Linked DNA regions of Zea mays: region 2 is linked to region 1. A link is a contact called in public Hi-C data. All regions are on one chromosome and are shown on one strand. The core of a region is the stretch at or near the end of the contact, and the rest is flanking DNA. Distances in the headings are between cores, read along the strand shown.

Region 1 (5,617 bases), core at 1,443-3,942:
CCACACAATTGGTGTCTCTTGTCTTGGTTACAATTGAGTTAAACACAAGAAAGAATGAAGAAGAAAAAAGCAATCCAAGCGCAAGAGCTCAAATGAACACAAGTCTCCCTCTCACGAGTCACTATTTGATTGGAATGATCTTTGGACTTGGGAGAGGATTTGATCTCTTTTGTTGTGTCTTGTATTGAATGTTATAGCTCTTGTAAGGTGTTTGAAGGCTGAAAACTTGGATACAATGAATGGTGGGTGGTTGGGGGTATTTATAGCCCCAACCACCAAACTAGCCGTTTGGTGGAGGTTGCTGTCGCATGGCGCACCGGACAGTCCGGTGCGCTAGCCACGTCACCCGACCGTTAGGGTTCGACCGTTGGAGCTTCTGTCTTCTGGGTCACTGGACAGTCTGGTGGTGCACCGGACAGGTCCTGTAGACTGTCCGGTGTGCCGTCTGGCGCGTGCTCTGACGTCTGCGCGCACTGTAGCGCATTTAATGTCTTCTGTAGACGACCGTTGGCGTGAAGTAGTCGTTGCTTCGCTGGCGCACCGGACAGTCCGGTGAATTATAGCGGAGCGGCCCCCAGAATTCCCGAAGGTGAGCAGTTTGGAGTTGAGTTCCCTGGTGCACCGGACACTGTCCGGTGGCACACCGGACAGTCTGGTGCTCCAGACCAGGGCACACTTCGGTTGTCTATTGCTCCTTGTATTTGAACCCTTTCTTGGTCTTTTTATTGGTTTATTGTGAACCTTTGGCACCTGTAAAACTTATAATCTAGAGCAAACTAGTTAGTCCAATTATTTGTGTTGGGCATTTCAACCACCAAAATCGATTAGGAAAAGGTGTAAGCCTATTTCCCTTTCAGGAATAATGTGCATGAGCTCACTTAAGGTGGGACTCATGTGAAACGTAAGGCTTACCAAGAGGATGGTTAAAGCTGAGCGTTGCTTTTAAAGTTGGTCAAAATTTTATTAGCAGTTACTAAGTATAAGTAGATACCAACCCAATTAAATAAGAGATCACAATTAATAATAACACTCACAATGCAATGCATATGACAAATTAAGATTAATTCCATAAATTAATCATGCAAGAGTCCTAAGTCACTCTTGACCGCGAGCGCGGCTGATATACCAGTTTTACACTCTGTAGAGGTTGCGTCCTTTACCCACAAGTCGTGTAACCCATTTGTCAAGGAATCGTGACTTCCCATTCATCTCTGCTGAGGGGATCTTTACACTAAAGGGGATCTTTACACTAAAGTGGACGACTAGGGTATCAGACAACCATGGGATCTACAGTCAGGGGCTCTTATGCGATTGTGCTGGGCCAAAGGAGTATCGGACGACCAGGGGATCTTTACACTAAAGGGGGTCTTTACAATAAAGTGGACGACCAGGGCATTGGACAACCAAGGGATCGCGACTTCCCATTCATTTCTGCCGATGAGACGAGGCAGGGTAGCACTACAAGGGCTTTACAAAGTTCCATTAGCTTCAGAAAACTCGCTACGGTTTCTGTGAAGGGAAATATAGGAATCTCTCGTCCGAAATGCCATCGCAGCATGATCGACCCGAGAACCTCCCTATTCCACAGCTCCTCTACCGCCCTTGCCCTTTTGGGTATGGTAGTCCTCCACTAACTTTTCTAATCAGTCAACCAAGGGCGTCACATACCACCCTTGTGGTAGCATTATTATTTCAAGTTAAACTCCATGTTCCAATTAACACAATGATCTTGTCATGAACAATAATTAAAACAACAACAAAATTGGAACATGATCATAATTCAGATGTAACATTAATTCCAAAACCAGGTAGAGCAATAGCAAGTCTACCCAATAGTTCATTTGTCTGCAAGGGGTGGGGTAAACAAATCTAGGAAAACCTATTAGGCCCCATCAAATTATCCTGATCATGTCACGGTGATTAACAAAGAACATTATTAGGTAAATGAGAGTGATCAAGGGCACAACTTGCCTTAGACTTCAGAATCCAGGTACTTCACCAAGTTGGTCTTTGAGTTTCTCGTGACCTCGGTGTTACTCATAGCAATACATACAATAAGCAAACAATGTATATGGTAACATTACACCAAAGCAAGTGAACAAACAGCGTAATAATATTCTACGTATTGCTACGAAGACGTAGGTTTGAGAATCACTAAGGCGTACATGATTAAACAATTAGTACTAAGTCCTAGATTGATTTTATAAATCATGTGAGATATACATTAAAGATTATCTTTAATATAAGTCACACCTTAGTTAGAGATCACCTTCTATTCAGATTATAATTATTAACATATTGCTTGGATTGGTTTCATTAATCTACTATATATAGGATAAATAAATACCCAATTACAAAAGTATGTGACATGATAAAAGTTAGTGTTATAATGTACAGGTAATATTTATTATGAACCTAACGCAATTCAAACGGGTCAAGTCGGAGTTAAAATGATCAAAATATGAATTATCTAAGTTTCTAGGATTAATTTTATACTTAAAATCATTTTCCATATCAATTTACATAATTTAAATATCCTTTGGACTACGGGTACTAATACTTAAGAGTGTAGGGACTTCTTTATAATTAAAAGGACCAATTTGAGACGATCTTTACACTAAAGTGGACTAAGGGTTGATTGTAGAAAACGGCAGGGGCTCTTATGCAATTGTGCCGGGCCAAAGGGGTATCGGACGACTAGGGGATCTTTACACTAAAGTGGACGACGACGGGTCCTTCCCTGTGCTGGCGACGGCGAGGTTCAGAGGATTAGGCGGCTGGCACCAGGCGTGGATTGCGGCGGGATTTAGATGCGCGTCGGGGCTCAGTCTTATACCCAGGGCCAATGCCAACCACCCGACCAAGATCCATGGAGATCCCCAGGGCAGAATTTAGGCTGGATTTGTTGGCACGCCCCGATTCCTACGGTGAGGACGACGCCCCTGACCCGCCCACAGTCAGAAGAGGAGCGCCATTGACACGAGAACACCGCAAGGGAAGGGCGCTGGCGAGCAGGCCTCGATCATCATTGGCACCAATGCGCGTGGGCGCGAAGACTGGGCTGGCACGGTGATGTGGTCGGTTGGGCAGAATCGGCCCACAGGTACGTTTCTCCTTTTTTATATATATTTTTCCTTTCTATTCTCTTTTCAACTCAAATTTGAATTCAAATATGTTCTAAATTTAAGTTCAAGTCTAATGCACAAATGGAACTCCAACATGATGTGCAATAATTCTATTAATTTATTTATTTAGTTACTTTATTTATTATTATTATTTTATTTAGGTAATGTTTTCAACATGAAATATACACACCATATTTATTTCAATAGAATATTATTTTGGGTGTGTAGTCAAATAAAGATATATTTAAAACTTCATATTCCTTTGTTTTGATAGAAAACATTTTCCAATGTCTAATCTCTACTACTATATATGTTCTTAGTGTAGGCGTCCACACAGGCGCTGTTCTGCCCGCCGCGAGCACGCCGCGATTTCTCCACGCGCAGCCCCCGCAATCCGCTGCCTTTCCATCCGCGCCCGCAATCCTTTCCATCCACGGCTGCAATCCGCCGCGCCAAATCCACCGCCACGCCCCTGCGCCCGCAACGCCCGCCCCTGCGCCAAATCCTCCTTGGACGCGCCCCGACGGCTGGCGCAACCCTGCTCGTGCCACGACTTGCGTAGAATGGAAGGTATGTGGCGCAACTCCTCCTTGATTGAGCGGAGAATGGAAGGTCACCGTACGGCATTGGTCGAGAGGAGGAGGTTGAGGATGGATGCCCGCAACGCCACTGCGCCAACCCCGTGAAATCCGCAACGCCCGCCCCTGCGCCAATGGAAGGTCTGTTGCCAAATCCCGCGGATGGAAGGTGGCGGATGGAGGTGGCACGCACCTTCCATCCCCGCGGTGCGCACCTTCATCCTCCGCGACCGCCCGCGGATCTCCAAAGCAGCACGGCGCACGTGTTGAGGGCGTGGGGAGGAGGTGCGCGGCCGCCATCAACGCTCTCCTACCCATCTGGTCCGCGATCCTCGCTCACCTTCCATCGACGACGCCGCATCGACCTCGGCAACCTCTGCCCACCTACAAGAACAACCGGTGAGGCTTGCACCACACCGTGCTCTAACTACGCGGTTGAGTTGCTGCTCTAACCACTGCTCCCCACAACTCTCCCCATTGCTGCAGATTCAACCACTGCTCCCTATAACTCTCCCCATTGCTGCAGATTCAACCACTGCTCCCCTACATCCGCGCCCTCAATAGGTGTGTTTTGTGTTTTTTAATTATCTTCAATTATATCTTCAATTATATATGTTTGATGACCCGTGGGGATTGAGCTTATATGGATTTGCTTGTTCGGTACTGTTCAATAGGTAGTTTGACTTCGATCCCCCTCATATGGATTAGCTAACTGTTCAGTACTGTAGTCGTTTTGTGTTTTATATCTGGTTTAGCAAATCCTGTTTGGAACACTGGTTTTACTGAAGTTTCAGAAATTTAGAACTACAGGACTGCAAATTATAACTCAAGTTCAGGAGCCTACAGCTATGGTTAAACTGGCTTGTTCCATAGCCTCCTTGCCGAATCAGGCTTCACAATTCTAGATAGATAAATTGGTCCAAACCCTCCATCGTACTTGAGCTTACAAACTGAAGAGAAAATTGTTCATAGTGAAATGCACATCTTAAACTCTTTCTGAATTTTCTAGAATTTAGGTTATTCAATGCCCCACATCAATCTCCAAAGTACTAATTCAAACATGTGAAAGGAGAGAAAAAATTGCGTAAAGGAAAGGAAATACAAAAACTAACCTCAACCAGCATATCACCTCTTGTGGCATGCACCCTGGCATACCCGAATTCTGAAACTCTTGATAATCTCAACTTGTTCAGCTGATATCAGGCTTCAGAACAGTGGCATGAACAGTGGCATCCTTCTTTGGCTTGACTGATGTACATTGCCATAAGTCCTCTCATCGTTGTGTACGTGGCCAAAGAAAACCAGATCCACCTACTCAACCAAAAACCAAAACATCATGGTTAGTGTATTGTGGTCAGCTGGTCATTTCTTTTCATACCAGCCTGATGTAGTTAAATTTTAGTTGCAAGCGTGATTTCTTACCTGGTGCTTGAGCAATAGTGGCTCAACGGAGGCTACAAATGTTAGATCTACATTAACTGGTATTCCGACATGGGATGAGTACATCGATCTATGCCTGCAATTTTCAGTCAAAGTATGGTGATTATGTTACTTGTATCTGAATAGCACATATTATAGGTTTAAGTATAAAATGAAAGGAATCTTGTTGTAACTGCATGATCTGTGCATAGACAAGCTCCTTTGACTGATGACAAATCTTGATTCATTATATCTTAAACCTCATGCCCTCATATTGGTCCTACACATTTAGTACACAAACTATTTCGGACATACCAACTGGTTACATATCATAAATAATTCATGCAACTGGAGTAATCAAATTTGTGTGCAGAATGCTGAAACACAATGGTATTTTCCACCTTGTACTCCATCTTCTTAGGGTAGTTGAATTCTGTAACATATCAAAGCATAGATTTTTTAGTATGCTTCTTCTTTCTTGGAGTAACTCAATTT
Region 2 (5,121 bases), core at 1,546-4,045, 150 kb before region 1:
TGAAATCGGAGGGAGTGATTTTTAAACCTATGGATATGGCAAATTCTGATTTGAAAGCTGGCCATATAATTGATTACAACCTAATAACCTATTGTCATATGCTTTGTTTTTTGTGTTCTGTTTCTTTTTATCCAGTAGTTCTAATTTATTTAACTTTCTGTTGTTTCAGCTGATGTCATAACTGAAGCATGAGCGGTGGTCCCAGAGAATTTTGTCCAATAACGTAAGTGGATAGAGGTGCTTTGCAATTAAAAAGCCCTTTGCGCTTTGTTCTATTCATGAACTTTACTATTACTTGGCATGATCAAACACAAACCAGGGTCAAGCATTCATTTGACTCCTTAACTATACAATAGCTTCCTTCCAAAACACAGGTCAGTACTGACTGCTTTTCTATATATCATAATTACGGGTTGACCTGTCCATATCTCTTGCATAAGCAACTCCTCTAGCATCAAAATGCATTTTGATGTATGATGTGGGTCTGTTTGATTTTTCTTTCATTGTTCCCCACCCAGAATCTACTTCTTTACGACTGCCAGCTTTGGCAGGCACGTATTTCTTTCTTTGACACTGAGTAAATGAGCTTACCTTATTGTATGATAAATAACTAAAAATGGATAAGTGATCGAGTATTTCTTGTAAGTGTGTAACGACATATAAAAAACTGGACAGGGAGGGTAAGACCATCCTCATGATATTTCATTAATAGAAGGCCGCGGCAACGGTCACAACCGAGAAACCCCCGAGCCCTATCCTGTATCCTCCCATCACTAACAGGCCGATTCAAGCTGCCTACTCTGCAAAGGCCCACCCAGGCCCGAGAGTGGCGCACAACTGAGTCGTAGCCTGAGAGCAGACGAGGAACAACGAGACGATTAAAATATGAGAACTTCCTTAGTAGTGCATTTAGTTGAAACATAAAGATGTATACCAAGTTATTTACATTCATTTTATTCACACCTCTATCTCTCATGGCCTCATTATCATCAATTGCAACTAGCAATGTGGCCCCCGTCACTGATGTGGTTTCAGTTTCTGCAGATTTGTGGTGAACAGAATCTTGAGACTGGCAGGTTAGCCACCATTGGGAACCTGAAGACCGGGATTGCTCAGAATTTACTATACTGATACTAAAAAAATACAGTAACTCATATTGGTAAGGCATAATTCGTTTTTCGTATTCGCTCGATCAAGGCAACAGGACAAGGGTTTTGTTTTTGTCCCAGGTCTCATTGTCCTAGCCACACCCATAACACAAGGTAGCATTGCTCATGTTGTATAGAATATCGTATTGGATGAATGAAGCACTTTTGAACTTTTTTTTATTTGCGTACGAGATTCCTAGGCACCGTTTGTTTTTGGTCAGAATGACTTCACGGAGCCTTCCATAGAAGACAATATTCATAACTGGGGAAAGAAAGTTAAGGCAATCTACATATACCCAAGAGTCTATACGTAACGCGAGTCGATGTCAGTGGTGGGGCGGGCACAAGGGTGACAATGGGTTCTATATTTTACGGTATAAAATTTAAGGATCGGATTAGGACAAAACTGTATTTCTATTCATTTTTAAACTAGAAATAATTTAGGGTTCTAACGAATTGTAAAGAAGTATTTGGATCACGATCCATTATTACCCTTACCCATGGCTCTCGGTGCCTAGCTCCACTCTAGACAGTTTTTTTCTTTTCGTACCAGAGTTATTTCTCGTTTCCTTTTTATGGCTTCAAGCGTGGATGTTCTACAGTGGTGTCCAATGTGAGTTGTACTCGGTGTTGATGCGAGGCCAAAAAAAGAAAAAAAAAGAAGAAGCTAAGTAAATCCCTAGCATTCTGTTTGGACGTAGATATTGAAGTCTAGAATTGGGAATTATAATTTTGCTGTTTGGCTGCGGGCGGTGGCGACTGGCGTCAAGGCGCTGGGGCTTGTTGAAGCGAAGCAGGATGTCTTGGTACTGCTCCACGGAGGCGGGGTCCATCTTGGCGCTAGCGTCGTCAGGGAGCCTGTCGGTCGTCACGCCACGCACGAACCTGCAGGCGCTAACGTTCTTGCAGTAGCCGCTGGTGTAGCAGAGGCAAAGCTCGCTGATCGTTTTCGGTTAGTGTCGCCAAGGTAGAGCTCGCTGATCGACGAGCACCTGCGGTAGCCTATGCCGTTGTCGTCGTTGGCCCAGGTGCCTTGAGGCCGTACCGGAAGAAGCAGACGTCTCCCCTTGCGCCGCTAGGGCTCCGGTACCCGGCGACGTCGAACAGGGGCAGCTGGTGCCCGGTGCCATCGTTGAGGAATGCAACCTATAGTACGACAAATTCAAACAATTTATCTGAGTATATCACATTATGGTTACTCACAACAAGAAGCCTTGTAATTGTATTTGTAACACAGATACAGCAAGCACTGCGCCAAAGGAGTAAAAAGAAAAAGAGGCAATCATACAAAATTAACTCACATTCAGGAACAGTGGTGTCCTCGTAGCGGCAAGCAAACAATGCTGCCAGAGAACTTGATGTCTTTGATCCATGTGCTGCAGGAAATCATTTTCTATTTTAATATTATGTCGAATTGTAAGAGAAACTAGGAAAAATGGTCGTGGACAGAAGTTATTTGGTTGCTGTCTAACCTATTTCTTCAGGTAGTACAGGACGGAACTGGACTTAATCTTCCTCAAGAACAAATGGGACTTCTTTTCCAGAATCACATGCCCGAAAGAATAGATATCTCAACATTTTTCATGCATGAATTTATATCTCTTGCCACATTACTCACATCATTGTAAGGTTTCTTCAATTCCCCATCCACAAGAAGAACATCCAGTGAAGATCTGCCAGTCATTGCCATCTCATTTTCGCTGTTGCCATTGCGAGAATTGGTCTGAGTCAGTACTAGCAACAAGCACATCATTCTGGTTCTTGAACACCTGCACCAGAGTTTCAGTGGATGGATGGTCGAAATCATCTTCTGACTCTGAAAAAAAAATCCCCATTTCTCGAAGATGCCTAAGTGGCCCTAACGCCATCAGCATTTTCAATGTCCTGACTGCCCTCTCTAGCACCTGGAGATGAAGATTGAGCAGGAACTAACACTTCCTCAGTAGTTTTCACCGAGTTCCTCCCTGCACTCATCATATGATTGACGTACAAAATAGATGGTGACGCATTTGTTATTGACTCTCCAAAACATTTCCTTAGAAGAGAACCTATTTCTCTCAAAGACAGAATATAAGCACAGTGAGAAGCTGCAAGTGCACATCTTCCATCTAGTGCTTCTCTAACAAGACGCTAGACGCTTCCTCTCCCGGCAGCACAACACAAGGACCTTGTTATCTTCAAGCTTAGAAGGTGCCACGCCCATTTTGAAGAGCAACAGCACTCAGAGTGTCATGGACAATACAAGGGCATGTCAATTTGAGGCCACCCACTGACGATTGCAAGTAACAATATTTGTGTGATTGGGTTTTCCACGTCTGATGCTAGCTGTAAGAGGATGGAACCAGTGAACGAACATGTAGCGCTCCAGGGTCTGACACCAAATGGTTTTATCCTGGGACAACCATTTGACGCCGCCACGTATTTATATTTTAGTCCTTGTCATCATTCATTTTTGTGCCAGCCCCCCTGGCGCCGCCACGTACTATTTTTTGCAAAAAAAATATTTAAAATATAAAAATAAAAAATGCCGTCCTCCATTCCTACCTACCAACCCGCTCCCCCTCGCCGCTCCCCAATTCAAAACCCGTATCTTTTTCTTACCGCTGCGAAAAAGGAAAGCCAGCTGTTAATCGCAATTAGCAGGCGCTAATCAAAACCCCCCGCCCGACCGTTACTTTGCCCTCACATCCATATTCCATACCACACCACACCGCAGCCCGACTTCGCCTCACCTCGCCACGCTTGGGATTCCCGCAGGTTTGCCTCCTGCTTCTTCTCTACTCCGCCGCAATGGCCTTCGGGCTCCAGGTTCTCGTTGGGTTTTAGTTCCGGGTGTAGTCGGTGCGGGTGGTTCTGGATTCCGCGTCGGGTTTTGGCTGAATTGGTGCGCTGGGTCGAGGATCGGTGGGGCGTCCTTGAATCGCCGGTGGTTCTGGGATCGAGGATCGACGGGACACGGCTCGCTAGGCGAATGTCTGGTTCTGTTTCGATTTTTTGGTTCAGTTGCCCTTCTGATTGAATTTTGCGCGGTTCGGTTCGGTGCCCTACGATCGAGGACCAAACAAGTACTGTTCGCTTTTACTTGGTGCCGGTGGCTGTGCGTGTAACATGTTCGATTGATTTCCTACTCGAGGTAGTGAGATGCTGGCGTGGAGGACATGTGCAACTTCAGTTGGGAGATGACAGCTAGTTATTTCCAATGTTATGTGGAAATTACTGAACATTTCCTTGCGATCTTTACAAAAAAAATCCTTGTAGATTTTCATTTTCTGGGATGATTTTGTTTCCCAAGTCTCTTGTTAATATTTTTGTTAGTTCTCGGCTAATTCGTAAAGAAAGCACTTGTTGTCTTGTTACTTCAGATGTACAGTACAGCTTGCTACATAATATTTCATATAGTTAATGCTTTGCTTACCAAGACCCGATCCATGCAGGGATCCAATTTCTGGTGAATCTTCCGTACTTCTAATTCCTGAAATATGAGAAGATTCTTTTTCTTTGGGTCCTCCGCTGCAAATGCTGGCGACGAAAACGGGACACCGGGCAGTGATAGCGGGACTACGCATAAAAAGACACTGGTGGCAGATGTGGGCAACGAAAGTTCTGGTTCCTGCAGCACAAGGTTGTCAAGATCCAGAAGCCGTGGTCAAAAGCGGAATAAGGAGGAACCAGCCAATCCGAAGCAGCTCAGGAGGTCCATGTCATTCTCGTCTCCGGCCACAAACACTTGCTTAGACGAACGATGCTTTAGTTTCTCTGGTGATGTTCCATGCACTTTGTATGATGGATTTGATGCACCTCAGAATGTCAAAGATGTTGCGTAAGTGGTTCCCTTGCTTGATGATTTTCTATCGGGTACTCCCTTGTAATTTAACATGTATGCATATAAGCCAGTGTTACCTATTTGCTGTGTCGGTAATGTTATCAAATCAAGAAAATGGCAAATAGATCAGGATACATTCCTTGTGTAAGT

What was found. A called contact is a pair of places that touch in the nucleus more often than the background predicts.
Region 2: a contact with region 1 is called in a Hi-C map of leaf, with 7 times the contacts expected there. The contact joins the promoter of LOC103639418 here to the promoter of LOC118473414 in region 1. A contact is called at or near these places in 7 of 25 Hi-C or Micro-C datasets (bundle sheath, endosperm, leaf and 1 more) and 1 of 3 datasets of contacts at active chromatin or transcription factors (leaf).

What each region holds. Positions count from the first base shown.
Region 1 is chr9:151,835,441-151,841,057 of Zm-B73-REFERENCE-NAM-5.0, reverse strand. LOC118473414 reads left to right here and starts at 2,692. Exons shown (of 12, transcript XR_004852830.1): 1 at 2,692-3,103.
Region 2 is chr9:151,984,654-151,989,774 of Zm-B73-REFERENCE-NAM-5.0, reverse strand. LOC103639418 (myosin-11) reads left to right here and starts at 2,795. Exons shown (of 6, transcript XM_008662164.4): 1 at 2,795-3,905; 2 at 4,583-4,968. The coding sequence starts at 4,628. It overlaps LOC100193428 (Heat stress transcription factor A-8), which reads left to right. Exons shown (of 4, transcript NM_001138550.1): 3 at 170-223; 4 at 1,045-1,322. The coding sequence ends at 192.